Linked DNA regions of Bicyclus anynana: region 2 is linked to region 1. A link is a contact called in public Hi-C data. All regions are on one chromosome and are shown on one strand. Each heading gives the region's core, a stretch centred on a gene start, on an enhancer-like site or on the middle of the called end of the contact. The rest is flanking DNA. Distances are from core to core; before and after follow the strand shown.

The links. Hi-C and Micro-C count contacts between places; a contact is called where the count stands out from the background.
Region 2: a Hi-C map of whole larva shows a contact between it and region 1, with 7 times the contacts expected there. The contact joins the enhancer-like site here to the promoter of LOC112057365 in region 1. A contact is called at or near these places in 2 of 2 Hi-C or Micro-C datasets (whole body and whole larva).

The regions. Positions count from the first base shown.
Region 1 is chr1:9,140,575-9,143,965 of ilBicAnyn1.1, reverse strand. It overlaps LOC112057365 (phenoloxidase-activating factor 2-like), which reads left to right and starts at 1,866. Exons shown (of 8, transcript XM_052881777.1): 1 at 1,866-1,869; 2 at 2,875-3,057; 3 at 3,224-3,391. The coding sequence starts at 1,866. It overlaps LOC112049620 (C-Maf-inducing protein), which reads right to left and starts at 450. Exons shown (of 14, transcript XM_024087585.2): 1 at 1-450.
Region 2 is chr1:9,178,778-9,182,000 of ilBicAnyn1.1, reverse strand. LOC112049620 (C-Maf-inducing protein) reads right to left here. Exons shown (of 14, transcript XM_024087585.2): 6 at 3,150-3,223; 7 at 1,161-1,399; 8 at 384-602. Among protein-coding and RNA genes, the nearest start is that of LOC112049608, 32 kb to the left of the region's middle. Within about 2 kb of position 1,325, at least 8 of the 8 cell types and tissues checked have open chromatin away from gene starts, as enhancers often do.

The DNA of each region.
Region 1 (3,391 bases), core at 617-3,116:
GCAACTTTTGGAGTCTTAGTACATAAATCATTCAATATTATTTATAATAGGACTAGGTTCCATACACATATTTTTATATCATATCCAACGTTATACAGTAGATCTTATAATTACAGCCAAATATTGTTTCACATTTTATCAGCTAATCGTAAGTACCTATGATTCAATCGAAATATAGCTCACGAAATGAACCAGGCAGTTTAATGTCGTCGATTTGATCAATAACACTTTGATTCGGCGCTCACTATGTCGTTTCACTATACAAATTTACACTAAAATTAAACGCGTGTAAAACAAATTACGTGAATCGATCATTATCCGCAAAAACGCTACGGGTTTTATGCGTCAAAATGTAACACATTCGGCCTCGAATAACTCAAGCGGTGTGCGCAAACTGAGGACTATCATGCCTGGCGTTGCGTATCGTACTATATCATTATGTATGTAGAGGACTCGATTGTGGATTTCTTTCTTATTTATATTGACGTACACTCAACATGCGCAACTGCGGACTGCGGCTGCCAACGCCATCTAGCGGCCGGTTCGCGAACCTCAATTAGCTCGTCACGTCACGTATGCTTCACGAGCGGAGTGCTTCTGAAATTCTGTTCACGTATTTACGTAATAGTACGCCGAATAAGTGATAGGTGGCATAAAACGTACGTACAATATAGTTATAGTTACATGACAACTTAAACGTAACGTAACGTAATATTATGAATATATAATAATTTATTTTATTATATAAATCGAATAAACCTTACGAAACCTTTCCTAAAAATTTGCATTTTAATAATGAAAATATCACCCAAAAAAATATATATATATACGGTCGAATTGAGAAACCTCCTCCTTTTTTTTGAAGTCGGTTAAAAACTGATCAATTTTCTTTTTATAATCGTAGACATACAAACATACATACATACAAAGCTCAGACATAGAGATAAGAATCTCCGTTTTTAAACGCATTGAAAAATAAAAAAACATATAAAGATGTCGGGTGACCATTTTCAACTTTGATTGCGACCTGTCTTAATAGTAATAATAATCTTCACAAATGTTTGGTAAATTTCGCAAAAAAAAAAAGCATTTACTTCCCTATTAGCAATTATATTATAAAAGGTAGGTCACATTTTTCACTGTTACTTTTTCAAATTTTGCGAATTAATTCACCTAAAAGAGTTCAACGCGGTTACATTTGTAGGTCAAAATTAGCGGACATAAATATTAATCTGATACTAATATTATGCAGAGGTAGCGTTTGTGTTGTTGTAGGGGATAATCTCTAGATCTACTGAACCGATTTTTAAAATTCTTTTACCACTAGAAAGCCACGTTATTTATAAGTGTCATAGACTATATTTTATCCCCGTATTCTCACGGGAATGGGAACTCCACAGATGAAACCGCGGGGCGTCAGCTACTATTTATTAAATACACAAAATTAAAAAAAAATTATGTAAATGCTCTAAAAAGAGCTCTCACTTTTGGATTTGTAAGACCAGTTTTTTTTTCCAGAGGGATAATAATTCATTTAATTTATTTAATAAAATGAAATTCTTCTTAAAGCGATGTAAGTTTCCGAAAAATATACAAGTGTGACGTAACCTCAGTATATTTACTGCGTTTAGCACCTACTTATGCGTCATTATTATTGCTCAAAAATAAAATGGAACCATTTTCAATAGAATTCCATTTTAATGTTCCATAAATTATTATTGTCGTTGTTATGGATTGTTACATTTTCATACTTTGACCTCGACACCTTTGCATGAATTGAATGTGAAATCGTGGACATGTATGCAAAATATTTTTGGTTGAAAATAAATACATAATAATATGTTTAAAGATTATAGATTACTTGAATGGGTATGTTCAAAGGTTAATGAGTTAGTAACTATATTTATTACAAACTCAAGAAAAGTTTATACATTTCATTAAAAACATCTAAGAGACTATCTATACTAATATTATAAAGCTGAAGAGTTTGTTTGTTTGTTCGATTGAACGCGCTAATCTCAGGAACTACTGGTCCGATTTGTAAAATTCTTTCAGTGTTAGAATGCCCATTTATCGACGAAGGCAATAGGCTATATATTATCCCTGTATTCCTACAGGAACGGGAACCACGCGGGTGAAACTGCGTCAACTAGTCGAAAAATATTACTCTAATTATTATAAAACTTTATGCCTTTGTGGCAAGGCAAGAAACAATAAATTGTATATAATGACAGATTTAGTGATAATAATCATTTCATCACTAATTAGTATCGTTTCTTACTAATTACTATACTATAGTTACTACCATTACCTACTAGTATTTGTATTTGTGCAATATTACATTTTATACTGTTGTTGGAATAAATTATCTAAGTTTTCACATAGCTAACATCTAGATTATCTAGCTTTAACTGAACTAGTAGGTAACTAGGATATATAGTTATGGGTAGGTATAGTTTTTTATTGTATAGATAATTGTGATAGTTATAACATACAGCGCGTAATGATTCAAAATAAATTAACAGCTGCAAACGACAACGATTGCTATGGATTAGTAATACACATTTTGATGATTGCGTCAATTTATCGCTATGTAACCACGCGCAAAACACCATGAAGGCTTCAATTGTGAGGGAAATACCAATTGTTGCAGTAAGGACATATTTAATACTGGCTCATCTCGTCTGAATTTATAACTATATTACTAAACGCGTGCGATCAAAGCCAGTTTATGATTAGCCGGACAGCTGCTAAGTTATATATCGCGTTATGTGTCTGTGGTTACTCACTGCCTGTTTGGGGCTTTTGCCTGCGAACCCCTCACCACCTGCTACAATCGTAGTTGTGCAGGGGATTCCTACGCCGATACTTCAGCCTACAACCGCGGCAACTACTGCAACAACTGCAACTACTGCAGCCACAACAGCGACGACTACTACCACTACAACTACGACGACGACTACGACAACGACGACAGCGCGTCCACCAAATGTAACAGTAACACCAGCTCCAACAACAACTACGACAGCTGCACCAACAACAACGACAACTGCAGCGGCAACAACAATCGCCGGTAACATAACACCATCATCATCACTAACCATAGCAACACCTTCCATGAAATCGACTAACACAAAGTCATCTGCCGAAGAGTATTTACCTGTTTTACTATGTAATGATCCTGATGTGATATGTGTTTCTAATCCTGACGAAAACGCTTCAGGCTCACTGCAGATCGATCCTCGACTTGGCACCACTGCGGCGGCGTTGCAACCACTGATAACCGGCTACAGCGCACAAGTGCCCTCGTTCGATACAGCAGTTAGATTCCCCCGAGAACGCAGGAGTTTGAAACATAGAAAATGGAGACTTGAAGATTTAGTGGGAACTG
Region 2 (3,223 bases), core at 76-2,575, 39 kb before region 1:
GTGCAAGCCTGTGTCGGGTTATATGAGAAACTGAATTTTTCTTTCGTTTCTGAAATTTTCAGTTAAAATTTCTCAGCCTGGAGTTCAAACTTTTGTAGTGTAACGTCACTGCCATGCCTCGGAGAAGCACTTTAGCCGTCGGTCCCGCGGTCACTATCATTATGATATAGTGGTTAATAACATGTGACAGTTGTCTTTAATGAATTTATCATTATTACCCTAAGCCCGTCATACCGTATTGGAGCAGCCTGGTATATCTAAGCTCCATTTATCATTATTACCCTAAGCCCGTCAAACCGTATTACAGCAGCCTGGTATATCTAAGCTCCATATCTCCTCTTCAATAAGGAGGGAGGCCTGGCGCGGGTGAAGTGAGAGCTTACATGTGCTCCAGGATGTCGGCGAAGCAGAGCACGTCTCGCTCGGCGTGGTGGCAGACGTGCGGCGCGGGGCGGGCGCGGTAGTGGTCGTCGATGGCGGCCAGCGCCACGGACGCGAGGTTGGGCGCGGCGCGCGGGTGCGGGCACGCGGCGCCGCTGCCGTGCGTCACCTCCACAAAGCGCCGCACGAGGCTGTGCCCCGAGTTCTGCGCGCTCAGCGCACTGCAAGCCGGAGTTTTAACTAGTAGTGTGGGCTAAGGCTCTTTTTGTGACAGATGTCGCTCTGTACTGCGGTGCTCATTTCATACTTAGAACAAGGCATCATCTCCACGAGAATCTCTGTCACAAGTTACGTGTGGGACACTGCACAGAGATGTGGTTGTTTGTGCTAGAATTAGGTATACATATATTCACTCTCCAATGAGGAGTTGGTACGTTACAGGGAGGTAATTGGCCACTACAGTTATAGCTATGCTAGCGGACATCATTTGCGTATTAGGTGAATGACTTGTACAAAATTACGCACGCGCCTTTGGTATTAATACCTACTACCTATAGGTACTAACATGAATTTGTACACTTACAGCATGTGTATTAATGTTGTATGAAATGGTCAAGGGCAAGGTTAGCAATGTCTGGGTCATGACAAGTTATTAGATACCTAATTAAACTTCATTCTGATATTGTTATTATTAATAGACTTCTTTAGTACCTATTTTTTTATATAATTAATGTTATGATAGAAATGTTTCTACCTGTGCAAGTATTACGTATGCTGACCTAATGTAATCCCTCACGAACTGTCGAGCGTCGGGCGCTTTGCCGAAGTCGACGTTTCGGGTGAGGACACGGCGCACAGGCGGAGCGAGCGCGGGTAGCGGAGCGGAGCGGGGCCGCCGCCGGCAGAGGCGCGCGAGCAACGCACACAGCTCGCCGCTCACACAACGCTCCGCTAACAGTGGCGCCGCAACACTTGATATATTTTCCGCCCACTCTTCCCAATCTGGACTATCCTTATCCTGCCAATGGAAAACGCGTGAAAAGCTAGTTATTTTTTTTTGAATATTAGGTAATCATGTACCAGTACCTATTTACTCAGTACCATACGCCTGGGACTAGTGATGCGTCAGCATTTTATGATTGAGCATTTTTTGGATAAAAATCGTCTCATTCTATAAAACTCAAGAATCATCCAAAAATCTATTTATAGGAGGATGGAAGTGTACACTAATTTTCGCGAACGAAGTCCAGTGTGTCTGCTAGTAGTACCTACTAAAGTGTTTCTCAGATAGCATGGGTACGGTGACAGTTGCCTTATGACGTTCATATTAAGTGACTTTCAAGAGTGAAACAAACTGTCACCGTCCCCATGCTATCTGAAAAACACTATAATGTAGAAAAATACAATTCATAAAGACATTATTTTTTTAGTTTAGGCAGTTCCTCATTTCATACTCGGACAGACGTTGAACGTTGTTATGTAAACTTGTGTTTGTTATTATAACGAGTTGATAATAATTTGTGTAATAAGTTAAATATGGTAATTTGCGTCAATGTTTTTCAACGAAATATACATACGTTAAGCACCTATACCTACTGTTAGTTAAATGCTCAAGGTAATTGGTAAATCATCATTATCAACCCATGTTTGGCTCACTGCTGAGCTCGAGTCTCCTTTCAGAATGAGAGGGTTTAGACCAATAGTCCACCACGCTGGCCCAATGCGGATTGGTACACTTCACACACGCAGAGAATTAAGAAAAAATTAAATTAAATAGGTTGCTCTATACTTAGTACCTAATAATAGATACATTTTGGTACGTACGTTAATAAGTTTTTTAAGTACAAATATATACCCAGAGGCATAACCCGCCCTCTCTAATATGACGCAAGTATATTAAAGTGGGCGAAAAATTGTGCCTCTGAGTATATTTACACCTAGATGGAAATCTGTACAAATTTACTTTATACACATAATTTTTATTTTAAATTCTGTGGTGGGTAAGTATATCTTATTGGTAAGGTAAGAGCTCAGACCAATTATTGTATAGGACCTGCCTCGCTAGACGTTACTTTTCTGTCAAAGTATATGATCAACGATCTAATGCGATGATAAAAACTGTCTCTATAGAATCGATGTTAAATAGTTGTGATCGTGTTCGTCGGTTACAGAGCTCCGTAAAAATACCTTAATGTGTAATTGAATTGTGTAAAAAACGGGCAAAAACTTCTAGTTTAGTATGAGATATACACAAAATCTAAGCTCGTTTTCCTCAGAAAATGACAGAAAACTTTGTTCGTGACTATGAGTGCGATGCAGGTCCTTCTATAATTGGTCTGAGGGTAAGAGTCATATGAATATGCATCCTTCAAAACGTCGACTCTTGAAAAAAATCTTTGACAGGAGTGGGGATAGAATTGACTTCAGAGAATAAAACAAAACTAGCTGACGCCGCGTGGTTCCCGTTCCCGTAGGAAAACAGGCATAATTTATAGCCTATAGCCTTCCTCGATAAATGGGATATCCAACACTGAAAGAATTTTTCAAATCGGACCAGTAAACCTGAGATTAGCGCGTTCAATCAAACAAATAAACTCTTCAGCTTTTTATATTTTTTTAAAAGTAAAAAGAAGCATAGATTTGATGAATTTCATTCAATTATAAGTGTTACGATATAGTATGTTGCACAAATAGTATATCCACAACAGAGAATTCGGGCGAAAAAAGCATTACATGTATATGAAATAAATAAGTAGAAAATTACTAACCTCGGCTAGCAAATCTGTAAGAATTTGCAACGGGGCGCGCGTAACACTTTCATCTTGCAGGGGCGTGGTCATCG